2 separate regions of the Danio rerio genome follow, and region 1 is linked to region 2. A link is a contact called in public Hi-C data. All regions are on one chromosome and are shown on one strand. The core of a region is the stretch at or near the end of the contact, and the rest is flanking DNA. Distances in the headings are between cores, read along the strand shown.

Region 1 (4,202 bases), core at 676-3,175, 140 kb after region 2:
TTACTGTGGAGTGAACGGTTGCCAATCTTGCTTTTTTGTTTTGATCTGTGCCTTCCAGATGAGTATTAGTGCTGCTGATATAGCACAAGCATACAACTCTTTCTTGATATAAAACCACAAGTTTGAAGAACGTGCCACCCCCCAGTCTATTTACTCTCGTTTTAATTGAACATAAAATGACAAATATTCAAATGATCTGCTGAAGCTCAAACTGAGGAATTGGGGTTGATTTAAAGGGACAGTTCACCCTTTTTAAAATAAAAATTTGGAATAAATAACATGATAGCATGGATCTATTCTGAGAAGAATTAAAGGGTTAGTGCGCCCAGAAATGAAAGAAAAAAAATGAAAAACAACCAATGTCTTCTGTATCAGATTATGGTGTGCGTTTACTACAGTCAATACTATTCTTGCATGTTGCGCTGCTAACTCTAATGGAGTCATAAACGCACACCCTGCTAACCTGACACATAAGAGAAGTTATTTGCAAACTGTTTTTATTTAGTCTTTTGTTATGCAAAAGTGTTTTTGGAGCTTCATATGATTACAGTTGAACCACTGAAGTGACATGGAATGTTTGGACCATGTTTTTGGCTCCTTTTCTAGACTTTGAACATCTTGTTGAACATCTATGGAGGATGAGTGTGCCGTTAGTTTCATCTAAAACATCTTCATTTGTGTTCAATTTCCTTCGGCTTAGTCTCCAATTTATCAGAGGTCGCCACAGCGGAATGAACCACCAACTATTCCAGCATATGTTTTACATAGCGGATGCCCTTTAAGTCGCAACCCAGTAATGGGAAACACCTATACACTCTCATACACTAATATCCAATTCACCTATAGCACATGACTTTGGATTGTGGGGGCGCACCCGGGGGAAACCCATACCAACACGGAGAGAACATGCTTACTCCATACAGAAATGCCAACAGACCCAGCCGGGACTCAAACCAGCGATCTTCTTGCTGTAAGGCGACAGTGCTACCGTGCAACCTTCATTTGCGTTCAATTAAATTGTGGCATTAGAATGACTCAAATGCGAGTAATTCATAACATAATATAACTAACCCTTTAAAGCCATTCAAACAAGCGGTCTAAATCTCGGTATAGGACAGGTGCACCTAATAAAGTGGCCAGTGAGTAAATTTCAAATATAAAGATGGATAAAGCATGTATAAAACAACTCCCCACCTCCCATTCCTCCATATTCTGCAAGGCTACAAAAAAGCAGCCCGTCACGTAGAACATCTTCCACAATATGCTGTCTACAACAAAAGGAAACAGATAAATGAGCAGCACAGATCAACAATAATTCTTCCTATTTCTGCTTTATTCACTTCCAGGGTAATCACACATTGAGGAAACGCTTCTCACCAGAGCTGTAATAGGCTGCTGCCAGTCCAACTGAAGCTATTCCTGTCAAAAGAGGAAGGAGGGAGACGTTTAAAGATATTTGCACGTTCAACTCTACATAATTCAGTTTTCAGTTTTCTCATACCAACAAGGATGGACCAAGATCTGATTCCAGGAGATCTCTTCAAATGAAGAAGCTCAGATGTGTGTTTTTCTACAATCATATAGCCCATCTGTTAGAACACAAACACAAAGATGTTAATAATAGGTGCTTTTGGGCATTTCCTGTAGCATCACAATAATCATAACATGCTAGAACAGGCTTAGTAAACAAAACACAAAAGTGTATCATGAACAGTGAGTTACAGAATATGAAATATTAATAACAAGCACAAAGACAACACCCTAACGTGATCACAGATCTCCTGTTATTAACTGACAGCACGTGAAAGTATCTGACATCACTTACCTCGTTGCTTTGCTTTCTCTCTTTAAATAAATGAATCTAATTGATTTCAATATTTATTTAATCTTAAATGTAGACATTTGCAACGGAAAACTCTTGAAAAACAGATTAAGGAAATAAAATGTGTAGCTCACAAAACGAACTCAACCCCGCCTTCTGATGACGTTAACTTCCGCCTGCGTTCCGATTGGATAAACCTATTAAAGGACCCGCCTTCTGTATTTTGACGCCTCCTTCCTCTACACGATTATGAATATATTGTAAGTTCAGAGAGAGCGTGAGTTGTGGCACGTGCATAATCTAAAACATAGCATCGAATTAAGCGATAGATTGAATACTATATTAAGCAAGTTGAAAATTGCTATTAATTCAACCCGTTTTAGCACCAATTCTATGTCCTCAAATCTTCTAACTATATCAAATCATTTTATATGCGGTTACATGACATTGGTCGGTCCAGGGGGAGTTCACACCAGAGTTGCTGAATCACGCATGCGTATCGATCCATGCGAGTCATTCTTGCAAACCGGTTCTTTCAAACAGTTTGATTCTATGAATCGGTTCTTTTTCAATTAATTCAATGCCACACGAACTAAAGGTACATATTAAAATAGTTTTTGAAAAAGAAAATAAAAAATAGACATTTTACATCAAATTAAATTTAGAGGATTAGATCTTTTGTTTTGTTATTCTAAAAGATTTGCATATGGCTTGAAGCCATTCACAAAATGGGAAAGGTTTGGTTTACAGTGAGCCCACTTTTTCTTATGTATATGGTATTTTCCTAATAACATAAACAAATTAAAAATGTATTGTCCTTTACAATTCAAGTTCTCATTATCAGAATAAGACTATACATCAAATAAACTAATTTCTATCTTATGCTCCATTTTTTTGTTATTAAACAATTCCAAATCTTTCCAAAAATATTAAGAATCGATTCAAAGAAACAAATCAAATGGTTTTTACGTCATAACAAATTTATAACGTTGTGTAATCAATCATATTGTATAATGATACTATTAAAATATGAACAATATGCTTATTGAATTTTTTTAATCAGCTCATGTTTTGAGGCAAAATAAATCGCCTCATTTTAAAAAGAAAACGTTATTCAGTCTTTCAGTTACTCAATTTTCGATTTAAACATTATTAACCTGCATAGTTAACCCTAATCCGGATCACAGCGAGTATTGGAGGTTTTTCATTATTTAATCTATATTATTTTTTCGATTTATGACAAACCAGGCGTCATAAGTCATCATAAGAAGTCATAAGACTGAGCTCACAGTTGATCGTTTATGAAAGAGACGATTCGGTGATTCACTGAGTCGGTGACTCACAAACGGTTGATTTGGTTGATAAGATCCGACTCATAAGGACGATTCATTCACGAATCGGACACCGCTAAAGGACAATGGAGACGGATACGCTGGTGCGAAGCCGAGACGCGATCCTTCTACCGAGAATGTGGCCCTTTGGGATTATTCAGAGTTGTGAAACGTTTGACCAGAGGAACATTAGCGTTTTATGACCGCAGTGCGCCGTTCTCTGATGACCAGCTCGAGCTTTTAAGTGTCAATAGGAGAGGAGAAGTTCCTGCTGCTGTGCTCTGCTGTGTCTTCTGGGTTTCCCCTGAACAATAAGGACTTCATATGATTTTTTTAACGTGAGTTACGAGGCCTGTTTCTGTTTTGTTACTGTTTGTGGCTTATTTCAGTTCTCAGTGATTCTGCAGTGTTGGGTTATGGTACAGGTTGTTGTGTAAATGCCACGGGTTATCTGAGGAAACCGAAGTTCTTGTTCTCTGTCATTTATATATCACCCTTTGGTGAGAAGATGAATGTAATCCAACTGCTAAACCCGTCATTATGTACAAAAGCATGAAAATCCCCAAAACAGCAATTGGGTGAAACTGAATAGCGCACATCATGGGAACCTTAAATTATCACCTTTCCTTTAAATTGGTGCTTGTGTCAATATTTGAGGTTTATAGTTGGCTTTACTGTAACTCTATTTTAATTCTAACCCCCTCTTCATGATTAATATGTGTTTTTGGGGTCACATAACACCCATAATGCTCTATAAAACCAGAAAGCGTCTGTTAACTTTCACTCACAGGAATTATTTATGGCACTGAATGTTTCAGAGTCTCCCATTACAATGTCTGAAGTCAAAATTGGACGGAAGAAAGAAAAGTGTGAGAACTGCACAAAACAGGTAATATTCTTATTTATTATTTCACACTACTCTTTAATAATGTAATAAAGCCATGATTCACCATGAAGTCTTAACTACTCACCCTCAGGCCTAAGATCTTCTTTTCTTTGGTCAAATTTTAAGGATCATTTCTAGTTGAAACTACATTTCTTTAATGATT
Region 2 (4,381 bases), core at 206-2,705:
GTTGTTTGTAATTTTATTTGCAATATTTTGCTAGAATCTAATTGTGTTATCTTTCAGTTTCTAAATATGTTAGGTGACTAAAATATTATTTTAATAAATATATCTTTAATAAATCTGTTTTGTTTAAATGCACCAAAATACCTTGCATATATTCACTGAGAAATGGATAAAAATATTCATTTTTAAAATAAAGGGTACTCAATTATGCTGAGCAATGTACCTATTTCCTGCACTTGCTGCTGTTGCACTCCTGGTTAGCCCTAAACTGCATTTCATTGCCCTGTACTGGTACATGTCTAATCACAATAAAGTTGAATCTAATCTAATCTATTATTATTTAACTCATTATAAATACTTTGAAAATAATGTATTGAAAAAAGTTTAAATAATTTCAGAATTTTATCAGACCCTTAGTGTAAAAACTACCTTATGTACAGTTACATTTCTGCAGATTTCACAGTGGTTATTATATATTAAATTATAAGTTTAAAATAAAATTGAGTATTGTTAGGTTAGGTCATTTGTTTGACCCAATTATGTGAAGCCGAATATCTATTTTTTGAATAATACAAATAATTGTATTAATAATTATTTTTATTAGTAGTGGTAGTATTTCATTTGTTTTGAAGAATAAAAAACTTTATGATGTAAGCTGGTGTTTCTCAACCAGCTGGTGGACCACCAACACTGCATGTTTTGGATGTCTCCTTTGTCTGTCACACCCATTACACATCTTTCAGTCTCTGCTAATGAGCCAATGATCTGAATTAGGTGTGTTTGGTTAAGGGGACTAGAAAATTGTGCAAAGTTGGTGGTCCTCCTGGAACGTGGTGTAAGCTGAGTGGAAAGCTAATTAAAATAATTTTAGGTGTTTATTATTGAGTCCAATAATTAAATAGTTTGGAATTTTCTGTTATTATAATTCTGTTTGTTTTTATCTGGTTAATGCCAATAGTACATGTATACACAATATAATGCATATGGTAAATACAAGTTTATAGACTTTGATTTTATTTTATGATTACTTTTTATTATTTTTGTACTGGTATATCGATTTAATGATTTGGACATATTACAACAATATTGTACATGTTAGATAAATTAAATGTGCAAAACTGTCTAATTAGCGTGACAAATCCATGAATGTATTAAAATAAATACCAGTTACTTCACATTTATCACAGTCTTTGGTTTATACCTATACGCGTTCACACAACTCAGCATCATTGTTCTGTACTCACCCATGGTACATTAGTAAATTAGATTTAACTAATGTAAAGATGTCCAAAAATAATGAATTAATTGTTGTTCGAGACAGTTAATGAGACTGACCTAATGAAACTTATCCAGCGTTTCTCCCACGTGACTGTGCCAAGCGAGCGAGGCGTTGCCAATGGGAAGTGACGTCACAGCGCTACGTTCGTGTTCACCACAGGAGATACGAGGCCCGTGACAGCTCCTGCGACGCGGGTCCGCTTGTAAAATCCACCTCCATCTTCACCATCCTTGGGGAAAACGATGACCAAACCTACGGGAGCATAATCTACAGAGTCTAAGCTTTCACCTGATCTAAAAATTGTGACATTTCGGACTTTGAAACGTTAAAAAAGGAATGGTGAAACGTGAACTCCGTCAGAAGAATCCGGATTTTCCTCAGGGATTCGGGGGGGTTGGGGTCGCATAAAGATATTTAGGATTGTAGCAGTTAAATAACGGGTTACATTTGTTTGTGTAAAGTCGAATTTAAGTGCTGACATCGTCTGGTTAAATAGAAATTACCTTGATATTCAATCCAGCGACTCGCTCGGCGGAAACCGATAAACAGCAATGGAGCTACGAGTTGGAAACAGATACAGACTGGGCAGAAAAATTGGAAGTGGATCGTTTGGTGACATTTATTTAGGTACGTATGAACCAAAACACTCATACAAATGTTGTCATAAAACTGTCAATAATACGACACGGCTAATATGCTGTAATGTTTTATATCTATTTACCAGCTGTAACTGTCACAGCCGTATTTCCAAATATTGACCCGTTATAGTTTGTCTAGTATAAACAATCGTGTTTTATAACCCTGACAAGAACGTATTTCAGAGTTTAAGAAGTTTTGGGGTTCATAAACTTAACGTCCATTTGAAAGAAGCTCATATAACGTTAGTGAATGTTTGACACTTCATGGTTTTACATTTGACCGTTATATTATGGTTTTGACATCAAACTTTGATGTGAGAGATATGACACATCACAATAATTGATGTAACGTTACATCGAGTTATTTCACTGGGTGTTCATTTCCAAACGGGACCTCCCTTGTGTGTAAACTCTGAATGAATCTTACCTGTCCACACAGGTTTTACTGAAAACCTGAACCACCCTAAAGGCCAAACCTGACTTGGTGATTCAGCCTCTAATGGATATTCAACCAAGACTGGTCGATGCAGTTGTTATGATCATACTATCAGAGATCTGTAGGATTCATGCTGTCTAGTTGTCTTGATCACAGGGTCATGGTGCATTTAATGAAACCATTTTGACTGATGGATCTTTCATGGAGCAACAGTCAGGAACCTAAAGAACTCTTTATTTACATGCTAAATGGCTTTCATGCTTGAAAGCATCAGTATCACAAAAAATAAAGATAAGATTTAATTAGTTTATATCCCACATTTATGAGTTTTATTTCTCAGTTGTCTTCTATACTTTTGAGAGCACAATAATGACATTATTTTAAACTTCATTTACAGAAGATGATCAATAAATTTTCATTCCGTGTAGAGTTGTCGCGATACCATTAAAATACGTGTTACGATACTATACGTTACCAGCTAGGCATGGGTTGGTATATGATTCTTGACGGTATGATAACCTTGGATATAAATATCAAGGTATTGTTATTACTGCTCTAAAATATGTTCTTTTTGAAATCTCTGGGTAATAAACAAACTTTTTTCCCTTTGTAAACACTATATTTAATTTTTTTTTAAACATTTATAATATTTTAGAGCTGTAAACATGTCAGGCTAAATAATTCAAATGAATCATTAGCTTTAGCTGTCTTCATTAGTTTCAAAAACAGAAAAAAAAATGAAATGTCTTTACAATTTAAAATGACATCTTTGGATATTTTTTCTGCTGAAGATATTGTTGTCCAAAAAAAAACAAGCAAAAAATAAATGTAAATAAAAAATCGTACACGTACCTTATGAATGGTATAACAGAATTTTTTTTTTTTTATCGGTTTTAAAACCTTGACTTTTCCAAAACACAGTATACCTTGAAAATGGTTATTGTCCCATGCCTAATACCAGCTGAAGTATCGGGATACCAAGTGGTATTGTGATTCTCTAAATCATAACTCAATTTATCAAATAAAGAAAATTGACAGAAATACTATATTTTATGTTATAATATGCCCACTTGAATGTAATTAATAATTCCCTTTTATTAGAAAAAGCATTTGCATGTCACTTCACCTAAAATGTATTCATTCTTTTTGTTTATTATGTAGATGACTAACAAAAATACACTAAAATAAAGATACAAATTGTTATACAATTATACAAATTTGTTACAAAAAGAGAATTTTTCCAACCAAATTAGGCCTCATGTAATGGTCAAAAATTGTATCCATGTTTTCTGTATCTTGTATTTTAGATAGACGGTTAATGACGATACTATCGTTTACAAACTACAGTGGCATCCCCAGTATTTTGGAGCCATGGTATCTCCATACTACCATAGTACCGGTAAACCGTGCAACCCTTTAGTGTTATAGTAACAAGCATATTTAGGTCAACAAAAATTTATAGAAGACACTTTTGTTATTTTGTTTTGATATGGACGCATCTTCATCATGTTTATTTTGTATTTATTTAAAGCAAAACCTTCAGCCCTACTGTAAATTTAGGCATTCAAGGAAAACATGCACATTTTAGCCTTATCCTTATTAACATTGTTCATCTTAATTGGGTTGAAACCAATCAACAGAATGTTTACCGATTAAAGTACCTCCAGATGTCAAGCTCAAATGCAATCAGCCTTTGTTTTGACAGTGTTTGCAAAGAGATGTTGATCACCTTAAAGTGTGGTGAGACCTTTATCCCAAAGCTTTTCAGCATAGGTGGGATTGTTTCAGTCTGTAAGTGTATGAGAACAGGGCTTGGGGAGTGTGTTGAGACTGTAAAACTCCATCTGCTCATTTATTTCGTAACTGCACCCACGCGTCGGTACGTCAATATAATTGAATCTTTTCAAATAATACATGAACGTCAGAAGTGTTGTTGAGGCAGTGCTAAACGAAGATCTTCACCACATGACTCAAATCATCTGTGAAATGCTATCAAATCATCTGCTATTAGATGTTTAGAAGACCAAACCC

What was found. Hi-C and Micro-C count contacts between places; a contact is called where the count stands out from the background.
Region 1: a Hi-C map of hematopoietic stem cells shows a contact between it and region 2, with 3 times the contacts expected there. The contact joins the promoter of cybc1 here to the promoter of csnk1db in region 2. A contact is called at or near these places in 2 of 18 Hi-C or Micro-C datasets (hematopoietic stem cells and an unstated tissue) and 1 of 4 datasets of contacts at active chromatin or transcription factors (gastrula embryo).

Annotation. Positions count from the first base shown.
Region 1 is chr12:35,367,448-35,371,649 of GRCz12tu, forward strand. It overlaps cybc1 (cytochrome b-245 chaperone 1), which reads right to left and starts at 1,926. Exons shown (of 7, transcript NM_001002669.1): 1 at 1,826-1,926; 2 at 1,502-1,589; 3 at 1,378-1,419; 4 at 1,195-1,268. The coding sequence starts at 1,589. It overlaps narf (nuclear prelamin A recognition factor), which reads left to right and starts at 3,243. Exons shown (of 12, transcript NM_001002342.1): 1 at 3,243-3,491; 2 at 3,972-4,042. The coding sequence starts at 3,986.
Region 2 is chr12:35,228,803-35,233,183 of GRCz12tu, forward strand. It overlaps csnk1db (casein kinase 1, delta b), which reads left to right and starts at 1,456. Exons shown (of 10, transcript NM_213250.1): 1 at 1,456-1,903. The coding sequence starts at 1,828.